Linked DNA regions of Anser cygnoides: region 1 is linked to region 2. Evidence: chromatin contacts called from public Hi-C data. All regions are on one chromosome and are shown on one strand. Each heading gives the region's core, a stretch centred on a gene start, on an enhancer-like site or on the middle of the called end of the contact. The rest is flanking DNA. Distances are from core to core; before and after follow the strand shown. Region 1 overlaps FBXL7 (F-box and leucine rich repeat protein 7). Region 2 holds the start of FBXL7 (F-box and leucine rich repeat protein 7).

What was found. Hi-C and Micro-C count contacts between places; a contact is called where the count stands out from the background.
Region 1: a Hi-C map of liver shows a contact between it and region 2, with 2.1 times the contacts expected there. The contact joins the enhancer-like site here to the promoter of FBXL7 in region 2. A contact is called at or near these places in 3 of 7 Hi-C or Micro-C datasets (granulosa cells and liver).

Annotation. Positions count from the first base shown.
Region 1 is chr2:74,261,402-74,266,930 of Taihu_goose_T2T_genome, reverse strand. The region is part of intron 2 of FBXL7 (F-box and leucine rich repeat protein 7); the gene reads right to left. Among named protein-coding and RNA genes, the nearest start is that of FBXL7, 120 kb to the right of the region's middle. Within about 2 kb of position 2,815, at least 1 of the 3 cell types and tissues checked has open chromatin away from gene starts, as enhancers often do. A contact at or near this core is called in liver, where this site is marked.
Region 2 is chr2:74,138,302-74,143,784 of Taihu_goose_T2T_genome, reverse strand. FBXL7 (F-box and leucine rich repeat protein 7) reads right to left here and starts at 1,333. Exons shown (of 4, transcript XM_013179283.3): 1 at 1,203-1,333.

The DNA.
Region 1 (5,529 bases), core at 1,566-4,065, 120 kb before region 2:
CACAAGCTTGGACCTTTCAAAGAGCTCAACAAGTCTGCAGATATAATGGAGTTAGTGAGGAATGCTGTTTCCATGGAGCAAAGAAAGATATTCCTCAGCTGAAAACTGCTCAGAGCTGTTAATTACAGTTTTTTCCCTTCTAAGGGTTATCTTGCATCTACTTCTCTTCATGCACACAATGGGGTAAGTAGCTGCAGTGGCCATGAATGCCAAGGAGGACAGGGTGCATCCTAGACCCATGAGAGGTGGGCAGAAGACTCTATGAGGCTTTAGGAATGGAAAGGGCACATCCAGCAGCAGTGAAAGAGTACACACAGCTTTTCTACATAAGAGTACACACTGGTGCAAATTATAGTCCCATAAATACACTTTACTGTTATCTAAGATCAAATAGTCATGAAAAAAGTGGATGATTAAACCACGTGCATTTTCCAAAGTGATTCCGTCTCAGGGAATGCAGCAGTGTAACAGAATACCATGCCCACAAAATAATCAGATGTGGTGAGCTAGTGGTCAGGGGTTTTTTGTTTGGTTGGTTTGGTTTTTGAGAAAAGAATGACAGAAGAAGCAAAATAGAAGTGGGATCCTGCGACAGACTTTGGGGAAGATTAGAGGGAAAGGACAATAGTCTAGGGAGAACAGAAGGACCATTTTGTCTGATGCTTTGCCAAGTCTGCATTAAATAACAAAACAGTAAGTCCTAAATGAATTTGTTAAAATGGCAACAAGTCCGTCCTGATCTGATGAAAGATAAGGCTACGTGAAGCACCGCTACTCTGTTTGAACACCAGTTTCTGCTACCTGAGCTAAAACCACAAAGCCTGGCTGCTGGAAGCCTGCTCGGTCAAGATCTGCCTCTCCACCACCAGCTACCCCACAGTAGCCTGGAAGCGCTGGGAGTTCAGCCCAGCGATTTTCAATTCTTTTTGGAGGACCACTGCTTTCTAAAGCCACAAATGATTATCTGCAGCAGTTTCAGTCTGCAAACCAAAAATGACCAGCTGGCTAGAGAAATCAAGCTACACCTTACTAATTTGAAGATGACATTTTTCAGGAGAGCTCTTAATACCTTCTGATCCCACTCAAACACAGCAATCAAATAGAAAAAACTCCTTCGCTGAAAGTCTCCTCTGCCCTCTAAGCTATCCCCAGCCATACCCACCTCCTGAGTCAGGTATTTACGTGGCACCTCTTCTCAGTGCAATAGGTAAACACACACGCTGTGCCCCCAGAGAATTTCTCCTGTTTAAGCCAAGATGCGATGAAGCGAGATGGGGATGACTAACTGGGAACACTGCATTGGAGCTATATGGTTAAGGGATGGTGTAAAGTGCTTCGATAAATAGACACATGAGGTGGCCAACTGATATCTAGTAAGATGCTACTTTACACAACACACTGCGAGACACTAGATTCAAAAGATGACTGTCAACTTGAGAACAGCACCTAGGGAAGGATTTCTACATGCAACTGCTTCCCGTGATCTTCAGCGTATGATTATTGACAATGAGACTGTTTTTTTCCCTTCCTATAGTACACGCTTCTGATTATGTTTGCCTTCTCTCCTAAACCAGAATTTTCCATGGAAAAAGTCATGAAAAAAGAATCCTGCAACCAGAAAGTGTTACATGCTCAAAGCAGCACCTCCCTCCTCTCCTATGAGCATCATAGCACAGCTTGTACTTATCTCAATCACCAGCGTACACATGCAGCTCAAATCAAGGCTGCGAGGAACTTGGCAGCATTTGTCTTCGCAGGCTTGCCACTCCCAGGATTTTCTTGCGTTCTGACCACAATTACAACACAGAAGCAGAAGCCAGAAATACCTAATTTTGTTTGACTCGAGTCACAACGATGTGAAAAAACACAAATTTGTACAGATAAGGTGGAAACTGAACTAGCCACTTAATTTCTCAGAGCTTGACTGAAGTATAGATCCCATAAAAACAGTTTGGAGAAACTGGGATTTTCTTTTCCTTGGACAAACTTCAGGTTAGGACTGGAGACCACACTGATGTTTGTACTCAGTTCCTGATACACAGTTCCTTTCAAGTACAAGGAGAGACAAAAACACCTACTACTACTGCATTTAAGTAAGTTTACCAGAATTGGGGTCTTTGCCCGTTATAGCCTATGAAATAAAACTATAAAATATACAACAGGATTTTATTTTCTACCATCTAAGGAAGATAATTATAGAATTTCAGTTTTAACACTTTCAAAGTTCCACTGCTGTTTGCGTGACCTTCAAGACTCCAGCTACCTTAGAAATGCAAAAAGAAAAAAAAGTGAAATTGCGGTCAGCATTTTACAGAACTGCTGCTATCACAGGTCACTAATGGCTCTTAAAAACCTTCCAAAAGAGCAGAGATGCTGGGAAAACACATAAAAAAAAAAAAACCTGGCCCCAAAATAAAAACAACAACACTTGATTAAGACTAAAACAATGCAGCAGTTTCAATGTCTGTTATTTGCACACAAAAGTCCAGGGAATTATAAACTGAGCTAGGAAGAGAATATGACAGGACAAGAAGAGGCATAAACCCAACAGCTCCTACCCTAAACTGTCCATATATAAAAAGAGGGAAAGTGCTTTAAGGCAGAAGTGTGTTTGTGAATTTTGGCTACAACTGTTGCTGCAGCACACAGACAGTTGGGGATCTGCCATCACAAATAAAACTCACAGTTTGCCAACAGCATACCAAACATTAGTGGTCTCTAACATAACTACAGGTTTTGCTCACGATAGTGCTGCCAAATGACAGCAGGGTTTTTGTTTGACTGCTTGCTTCACTTTTTCACTGTGAAACAACTGTTTGTCTAGCAATTTGAAACTATCCATCAATAAACATGTTTTGTTACATGCATACATACAGTGAAGCCACGAGGTTTTTCAGTCATTAGTGTTCACCTCCAGAGCCTTTAATCACACAACTGTTTATTAAAACACTTACTGCGTGAACAGTAGAAAGAAAATGCTGCTTTCTCACAATAGAGACTAATCAACCCAAAACTGGAGAAGATTTCCACGGCAATACTCAAAGTATACAGCAGCTCTTCAAGTTTGGTGGCTTCCTTTGATTGTCATTTTACAAGCAATAAACTCTTAGTTTAAGCATGGTCTTTTTGTTTCAGTGTGGTCAACCCGTACAGGATTGGTTACAAACTCTTAAAGGTAAAAATGGTTGGGAATTCCTGTTGGTGTAAGAAGAACAAAATAGCACCCTGTTCTGGCCCAGGACTAGATCAAAGTTAAAGTGAAAGCACAAGAACTTCTCCAGTAAAACACACAGAGCAAGAAGTAAGGTGCCTTCTTAAGTCAGCTAAACCATATTGAATTCCCACTGGAATAAGAGCATGTTATGGACAAAGTGTCTTTTTGTGGCAGCAGCATCAGTCACAAATCCTAAGCAGTCTCCTGGTAAATGCTATCAAAGGAAACTAAAGGCCAGCTCAGCACTACTGCTGGCAAGGTTCATTAGTCCACACACAAAAAAAAAAAAAAAAAAAAAAGAATTATGCAACCAGAAATATTAATGTCTTGCCTTTGTCAGTCTAACAGAGTAGAAAATTCCTGCATCTGTCTTCTCCTCCTCCAAGTGGAGCCACATCCCACAGTCTGGAGGTGACCCCTAGAAGCTGTCATGCCACAAATGACACCTCTCCACTACTCAAGCCTGTCATAGGGCCCCTCTGAAACAGACTGGGGGAAAGAAGGAGAGTGTAAGTCTGACAGCAAATGAAAAAATAGGGTCCAGCCACTCTTTTCAGAACTTTGCTGACCCATCAAAAGTTATATATGACATTTGAGGTATTTTATTATATCATTACTTTTCAGGAGTGGATTTTCCTAGAAGTGGCTCCATACCTTAGTATACTTCAGCAGAACATGTCTCCCAGAAAGGTCTATTATGTACTACTTGTTATACCTCAGCAGGTCCCTAAGTATTTTCTTACTGAGGTATGCTGCTCCTACCAAGTGTCTGAAGCCTCCTCAGTCAGACAGGAGAGCGTACACACAAGGAAGGTCTGGTTGCTCCTCGCACTAGGATTTAAAAATTCTAAAAAATCTAAGCCTGAAAAAAAAAAAAATAATAATAATAATAATAAGTTCCCAGTGCTACACTAGTCATAACATCAGCTCACAGTCAGAAATCTATCCTACCTGACTTTGCAGTTGTATCATGGAGTACATTCTCTAGGCATCGGTAAAAGACAGTGAAATGAAAATGCAAACTGGTGAAGCCATTTCCAGAACAAACTCTTCATAGCTCTCTCCCGCTTGCAGCTAAGCCAACCTTCTATCTAGAGGAAAGACCTTTGTGATTTTTTCCTGCTTTATTATTAAGCTGGAAACAATAGCCTTTTTGTTCTACAGCAAGAATACAGGAGCCGAAGCCCAGCGCACAATTGTGTGATCATCGCGCAGCCCCGTGTCCCAACCTTTCTGAAACCCTGCAGGCACAAAGCTAACCAGCTGACTAGTGAGAAGATAAAGGAGGGTCCAAGGGAAACAATGAACAAAATTGTCACTTTGAACAATGCAGAAGGCCACTTCAGTATTCCCACAACCTCTTGCCAATTTTTCTTTCCTTGTGTGATTTCCTCCATCAAACAACAGCTGTCAGTTTTGACTGCTTAAATGATTAATTATTCTTACTGCAAATATTCTTAGGAGAAATGAGAACACTGACCTAAAGCCAGAATGTTTGACACTTTTATTTTTAATATTTATCCTCACTTTATGTGGCTGAATATGAAGGAGGCTGAGACACGGAGCAGTTTACTCCCCAGGTTGCAAAACGCAGCCCCTGCCCTGCTTGGCACCTCCGAAGTAGGTTCAGCTTACAATGGCCAGTGTCCAGGTCACCTAGTCACTGCAAAGGATACCCACATAACAAAATTACTTCACAAGCCAAGGCAGAAGTATCATTCCAGAGACAGAGAGACTTTTCTAGAAGTGTTTCTGGCTGGTTAGGATCTAATTAGAGCCTGCTGGGCGTGCAGCAGCAGTCACTGTGCAGATTTTCAGCTGGTTGACGGCTGTGTCTGCTCTCCGCAGCACTCCAGGGACTGATGGGGCATCAAAGGCTTTCAGTTAGCTGCTTCACACAGCCGTGCTGCCAGATATCACAATAATAGGCTGTGCCTGAATCGTGTGTTTTCAGTAGGTCTGAGCCTCTCAAACAGCTATGAATTTTTTTTGTTTGTTCATAAGAGCAAATTGTCCTATCTTGGAGAAAGAAAAAAAATCTATCAAGGGAGAACTAGATTGCCTCTGCCTCAGAGAACTTTTCAATTCTGCAACTATGGTACAACTAATAGACCAAATGTAGTGGCAGACCTGCAAAGTGCTTCTGGAAGTCCTTCATGTCCACTTTGTAAAAGTAAAGCACACACAGAGCTTAGTGGTGAAGTTATGCACAATTAGAACCTTTTGCTGAAAAACGCATCTGCTACTTCTAGGTGAAGAGATGCTCCTTTCAGGCATATCTGTTTTGCACATGGTGGCCAGTCAGTTTAAGCACA
Region 2 (5,483 bases), core at 84-2,583:
CAGCAGGTCGCAGGGCCGCCTCCCTCACTCCACCCTCACAAAAAGGGGGGACGTGTGGTGACCCCACACAACGGTAGGAGCACAGCAAGGGCAGGACAGGCAGTGGCCCCGAGCACGGCGCGGGCAGGACGCGTGCCCCACACGGTCCCATGGATGCTGTCGGGTGAGGCGTGCAAACGACGGCTGGGGGCTGAAGGAAGCTTTGGGCGCGGGGGACAGAGGAGGCACCCCCCGTGCTCGCTGTGGGTCTGCCGCCTTCGCTGGCCCCTTTTTCTCCGCCATCGGCCGAGACCCATCCCCCTGCAACTCCAGCCAGACCGAGGGGCTCCCTCCCCCCGGCAGGACGGGTTAGGCCCCGCGTACCGAGCACCAAACCCGGCGGAATCGCGGGAGGACCAGGCTCGGCTAGCAGCTGGAGCGCATTAACTCCCCCTCCCCTGCCGCCCGGGGCTCCTTTTCCCCTTTTCTCTCCCCTCTGCTCAGACAGGAAGCAGCCACACAGCAGCCCAGCGCTCCGCGGGCGGGTCGCAAGCCCTCACAAAAGGCGGCTTTTCGGCAACAAACACCCCCCCGACACCCTCCCCCCGCGCCCCCCAGCCCCCTCCCCGCGGCTCACCCTCGCTGCCGTACTGCTTGCCGTTGCTGGCGCCCATCCCGCCGGCTTCATGCCCGCCGCCACCCCCGCCGCCGCCGCCGGCCTGCTGCCGCCGCTGCCCGCCGCGCACCATGGCCACCGCGGGCAAGGGCAGGGGCGCGGCGCCGCCCGGCGCCCCCCAGCTCCCGGCCGGCTCCAGTTGTAATCCACGGGGCCCCGCCGCCGTGCGCGGGGGCTCCTCCGGCCTCGGTCGGCTCCGCTCCTCCTCCTCCTCCGCCTCGCAGCCCGGCTGCCTCCCCCGGGAAGCCGCCGCCAGCCACTTGTTGCTGCCGGGGAGGGACGGAGGGAGGACGGGCAGCGCCGACGACGACTTTTGTTAGCGGCAGGCGCCTCCTCCCGGCGCCCAGCGCCGCCGGGACGGAGGGAGGAGGGAAGGAGGAGGGAAGGAAGCGAGGCCCGGCCCGGCCACGGCCGGGAAAGACGCGGAGACTGGGCTGGGGGGAGGCTGGGCCTCCGAGTCAGCGCCCTCAGCGCTGCCCCGCTGGGCCCCGGGCGCTGCCGCCCGGTCCCCTCCCGCTGGTAGTGCACCTTCAAACTCGTTAATTACCAAATGGAAACTCCTCTTCAGCTCTCTTCGCGCTCCCGTGCTCTTTTGCCCCAAGGGACAGGCTGTTGGGGGGCCCCAGCTGCCGCTACCAACTGCACCTAACGGAGCATGGCCCGTCATAAAGGGTGCTCCGCACCACTAGTGACACCACAAGGGAGCCCACGTAGCAGTCACACACGGGAGACAGAAGAGCGAGAGGAGCCCACAGCCCCAGGAGAGGGACGCCTGTAACCTGTGCAGCCTGGGGAGCAGCATGCCCCCAGCCTTATATATGAAAGAGCCCATCTTCCTAAATGCCACAGAATCATTTAGGTTGGAAAAGACCTCTAAGATCATCTGGTCCAACCATTAACCTAGCACTGCCTAGGCTACCACTAAACCACATCCCTAAGCAACACATCTAAACATCTTTTGAATACTTCCAGGGATGGTGACTCCACCACTTCCCTGGGCAGCCTGTTCCAGTGTCCCGCAATCCTTTCAGCGAAGAAATGTTTCCTAATATCCAACCGAAACCTCCCCTGGCACAACCTGAGGCCATTTCCTTTTGTCCTATCACTTGTTGCTTGGGAGCGGAGACTGACCCCCACCCCAATATGGCCTCCTTTGAGGTTGTTGTAGAGAGCAAAAAGGTCTCCTCTCAACCTCTTTTTCACTGGGCTAAACAACCCCAGCTCCTTCAGCCACTCCTCATAAGACTTCTCTAGACCCTTCACCAGCTTTGTTGCTCTTCTTCGGATACACTCTAGGACCTCCATGTCCTTCTTGTAGCGAGGGGCCCAAAAATACATCCCGACACACACTAGACAATAGAAAATATATAAATAATTTTGAGCAAATACTCTTTGTCAGCATTTGCAAATGGAATATGAAACTGCAGCACTAAACCATAAACACTGACAGCGCTACGAATAAAGTTTCTAAAACCTGAAGTTTTGTGGGTATTTAACTTGAAAATAAACATATATATATATATGCATTTTCAATAAGAGGTGAGCTAGTTACCTGAAGCTGAAATGAGTGCTGTTAGCACTAATGACCAAGAAGTCATCAGGCAACTTTAATTATACTCTAATTCCATCAAATACAGGTCATTAAGGCTTCTCCTTGCAAAGAAGTTTTGGTCCTGATTCAAGATGCCTACACACACCCCTCAGTTCTCACAAATCAGTGAATGACTAGGAAAATCATACCTTCTGGGGTCAGACTCATTAGATTACCATCTGAGCTTCCTTTGAAAGACAATGTGAATTCCTAAAAATATAGTTTTCTTGACTCAAAGGTTAATTTCTAACCACTAATATTAAACCAGCTTTGTCCTGTGCCAAGGCAGGCAGGCTTTGACACAAGTGTCTGCTTTGAACGTGCATTTTGAGCGTTACCTGTTGAGGCCATAGGGAAGAAGCAACCTGCCTTCAGATCTGTAAAACAGTAAAAGGTAACAGTGCACGGTTAACGTTTGCTCTACATACAGGCCCACAGCCTGCCAGCAAAGTATTCTTCCTCCTGCAGTATGGCTTGTAGGGTTCGAAAAAGCCCTCCCGAACACTTGCTAAAAACTCACCCAAGCAGAGTTAAAGAAAAAAAGCTTTCTGCAGGGCAGCAGCCTACCTCCAAGTCAGCAATGGGCAGCTGCTGCTGCCATGCCTGCCGTGTCGTCCTCTCCCAAGCAGGCACGGCTGGGCAATGCTAGTCCCCAGCTGTGCTGAAACCAGCATGTGTCCCAGCTCCATGTGCAGCCCAGCTGTGCTTAATCTTATCCTGAAATGCAGTGGCGGGAGTAGCCACTGCAAACTGCTCCCTAGGCAACCTCTCATCTCCTCACATCCCGTCATGTGCTGTGCATCCTGTGGTAGTCAACCACCTGAAAGCTTTCCTGCGGGGTTCATAGGGCCAGGAAGGCAAACAGTCCTTCTTCTGACTCCCAGAAAGTTGTACACTGGTTGCAGCAGCCTTTCTTGTATATGAGAGAAATTTCTTAGATTGATAGGGTGCATAAACTTACATAGGCCCAAGTTCATAGCTATACTTAAATATTTGTTATGCTATTCAGAAAGAACAGAGCTGCTGTGCGGAGAAACACAACTTTTTCCCTCCAAACTCAAAATACGATGCAACATAGTTGAAATGAATCCCTTTGTCAAGAAGTATTTTTAAGAACAGCATGGAATGATGCTTTGTGAGACATGTTCAACCGTCAAGGGAGACCTGTAAAGAATAAAGACATTAGACAAACAAATTACCACTCCATCAAGTTTATGGCACAAAGCCCAGGAATATTCTGACATGACCAGAACTAAAAGGAAAGAAGAAGAAAAAAAAAAAAAAAAAAAGAGAGAGAGAGAGAGAGAGAAAGGAAAGGACATTTTGGTTTAGGAGATCTTGGTTTAGGAGCAGCTTTCAGATAAAGGACTGAATATTTCTGCTGTACATCCCATTACGCTATTTTCAGAGGAGAATGAAATGAAGGGCATGTGGAGAAGCAGTAAAGTACAGAACTTCTTTTGGTACAAAGACATAAAACTCTCAGCAGAAACGTGTTTGTCACAGATGATACTACTGAAAATGGGTAACCCTTTTGTGCTAGGCATTTAGGACAGTCAATCTTAGAGCTTCATAAGACCAAAAGCTCCCAGAGAAGTTGAGAAATGCTAGTTCAAAGAGGACCTACACGTCTTAGCTAGGGCTGAGTCATCTTACAGCCATCCAGTATTTACCAAACACTTGGTTCATTGTGGGATACACTGTGGGAGCCTGGGAGGCCTATTATCCAGAGGCATATGGTTTGGGGCTCAGGGCCATTATGGTGCCTGTGGATGAGACCTAAGAAGATATTTTTTTAACAGTTTCAGAGGTGTTTCACCCCTTCTTGACAAAGTTACAGAGTAGCCTTTTTCTTGTGTGGTTGGGTTTTTTTTTTGTTTGTTTGTTTGTTTTTTAATCCTTGTCTTCCAGTTGGTCAATACCTTGTTTGTGAAGAGCTTACTTATTTGGCTCAAACTACAAATACAGTATATCTGTACATAAATACAGCAGACTGGTGGGAGTCTCTGGGCTGTGACTGAGCTCATCTCCCTGAGCCACATGGTATAATTCCTTTGCAAAACTCTTTATAATGACCCTTTAAGATACCCTAGCCTTCAAAATGGTACAAAAGATCTGAAAGCACATCAGTTCTGCTACATTTTCAACAATCAAAAGGAGAGGAAGTACTTTCCGTAAGGACAAGAACAACTTTGTGGTTTGTTGTCTCTTAATATAAGCAGTATGTACCCTGTACCCACCAAAAAGGGGAGGAGATGGAGTACTATCAACAGCTATTCTTACAAGAGTGGGAAAGATTTATCATTATATGAGATGTGTCTTCCTATAGTGCCATTTTCCTTCTTTATGGGGAGACATTAATGCCTTTTTCTTAGACTTATATCCCATCCCAATGCAAGGAATCTAAAAATTAATAGGGCTGAGAAAGAACAAGAAAGCTATGGGCCAAAATGTTTCTATTTGAATGTGTTGCTACAATCCTTCCTGGGAGTGTTTGCATTACATCTCTATTCATTATGGGCCTCCCTCTGTGGTGCATTACACGTCTCATGATCGACCATGTTTCTATTCCATGAATAAAACCACAGTGATTTTGGAAGAAGTAGCCAAAGAAAGGGTTCTGAATAAAGGAAAAATAAATAAATTTGAAAGCAACTGAACTATTTCCATAAGGCATCATCACAGCAATTCCAAGATTAAATGTTTTGGCTCTGGAATTTTTGCCACAGTTGTGGTGTGTTTTTTTTTTCTTCTCCTTCAGTTTTAGCCTAAGTTTTCCTTTTTGAATCCCACCCCTCTCCCCCCAGAAGAAAGAAGGAAAGAAGGAAGGAAGGAAGGAAGGGAGGGAGGGAGGGAGGAGGGAAGGAAGGAAGGAAGGAAGAAAGGTAGGAAGGAAGGGAGGGAGGGAGGGAAGGAAGAAAGGTAGGAAGGAAGGGAGGGAGGGAGGAAAGGATAAAAAAAGAAAAACTTCCATCTACTTCCAACTAGCTTTATGTTGAACTTCAGTTGAAAAGGCATTTGTATCCCAGGACTTCAAATTTCAGCAACAAAACTAAGACTAGTTTTCTCTAAGACTAGCTTCCTATTTGTGTAGGAAGCTTTGATTTTTCACACTTGAGACATTTTAAGCATTTGTTTTCACACTTTGTATTTAAATAAAATGATGAAAAAAATAGTATTTTTTTAAAGACAGCAGAAGCCAAGTAGTATTTTTCTAATTAATTCTACTTTTACATC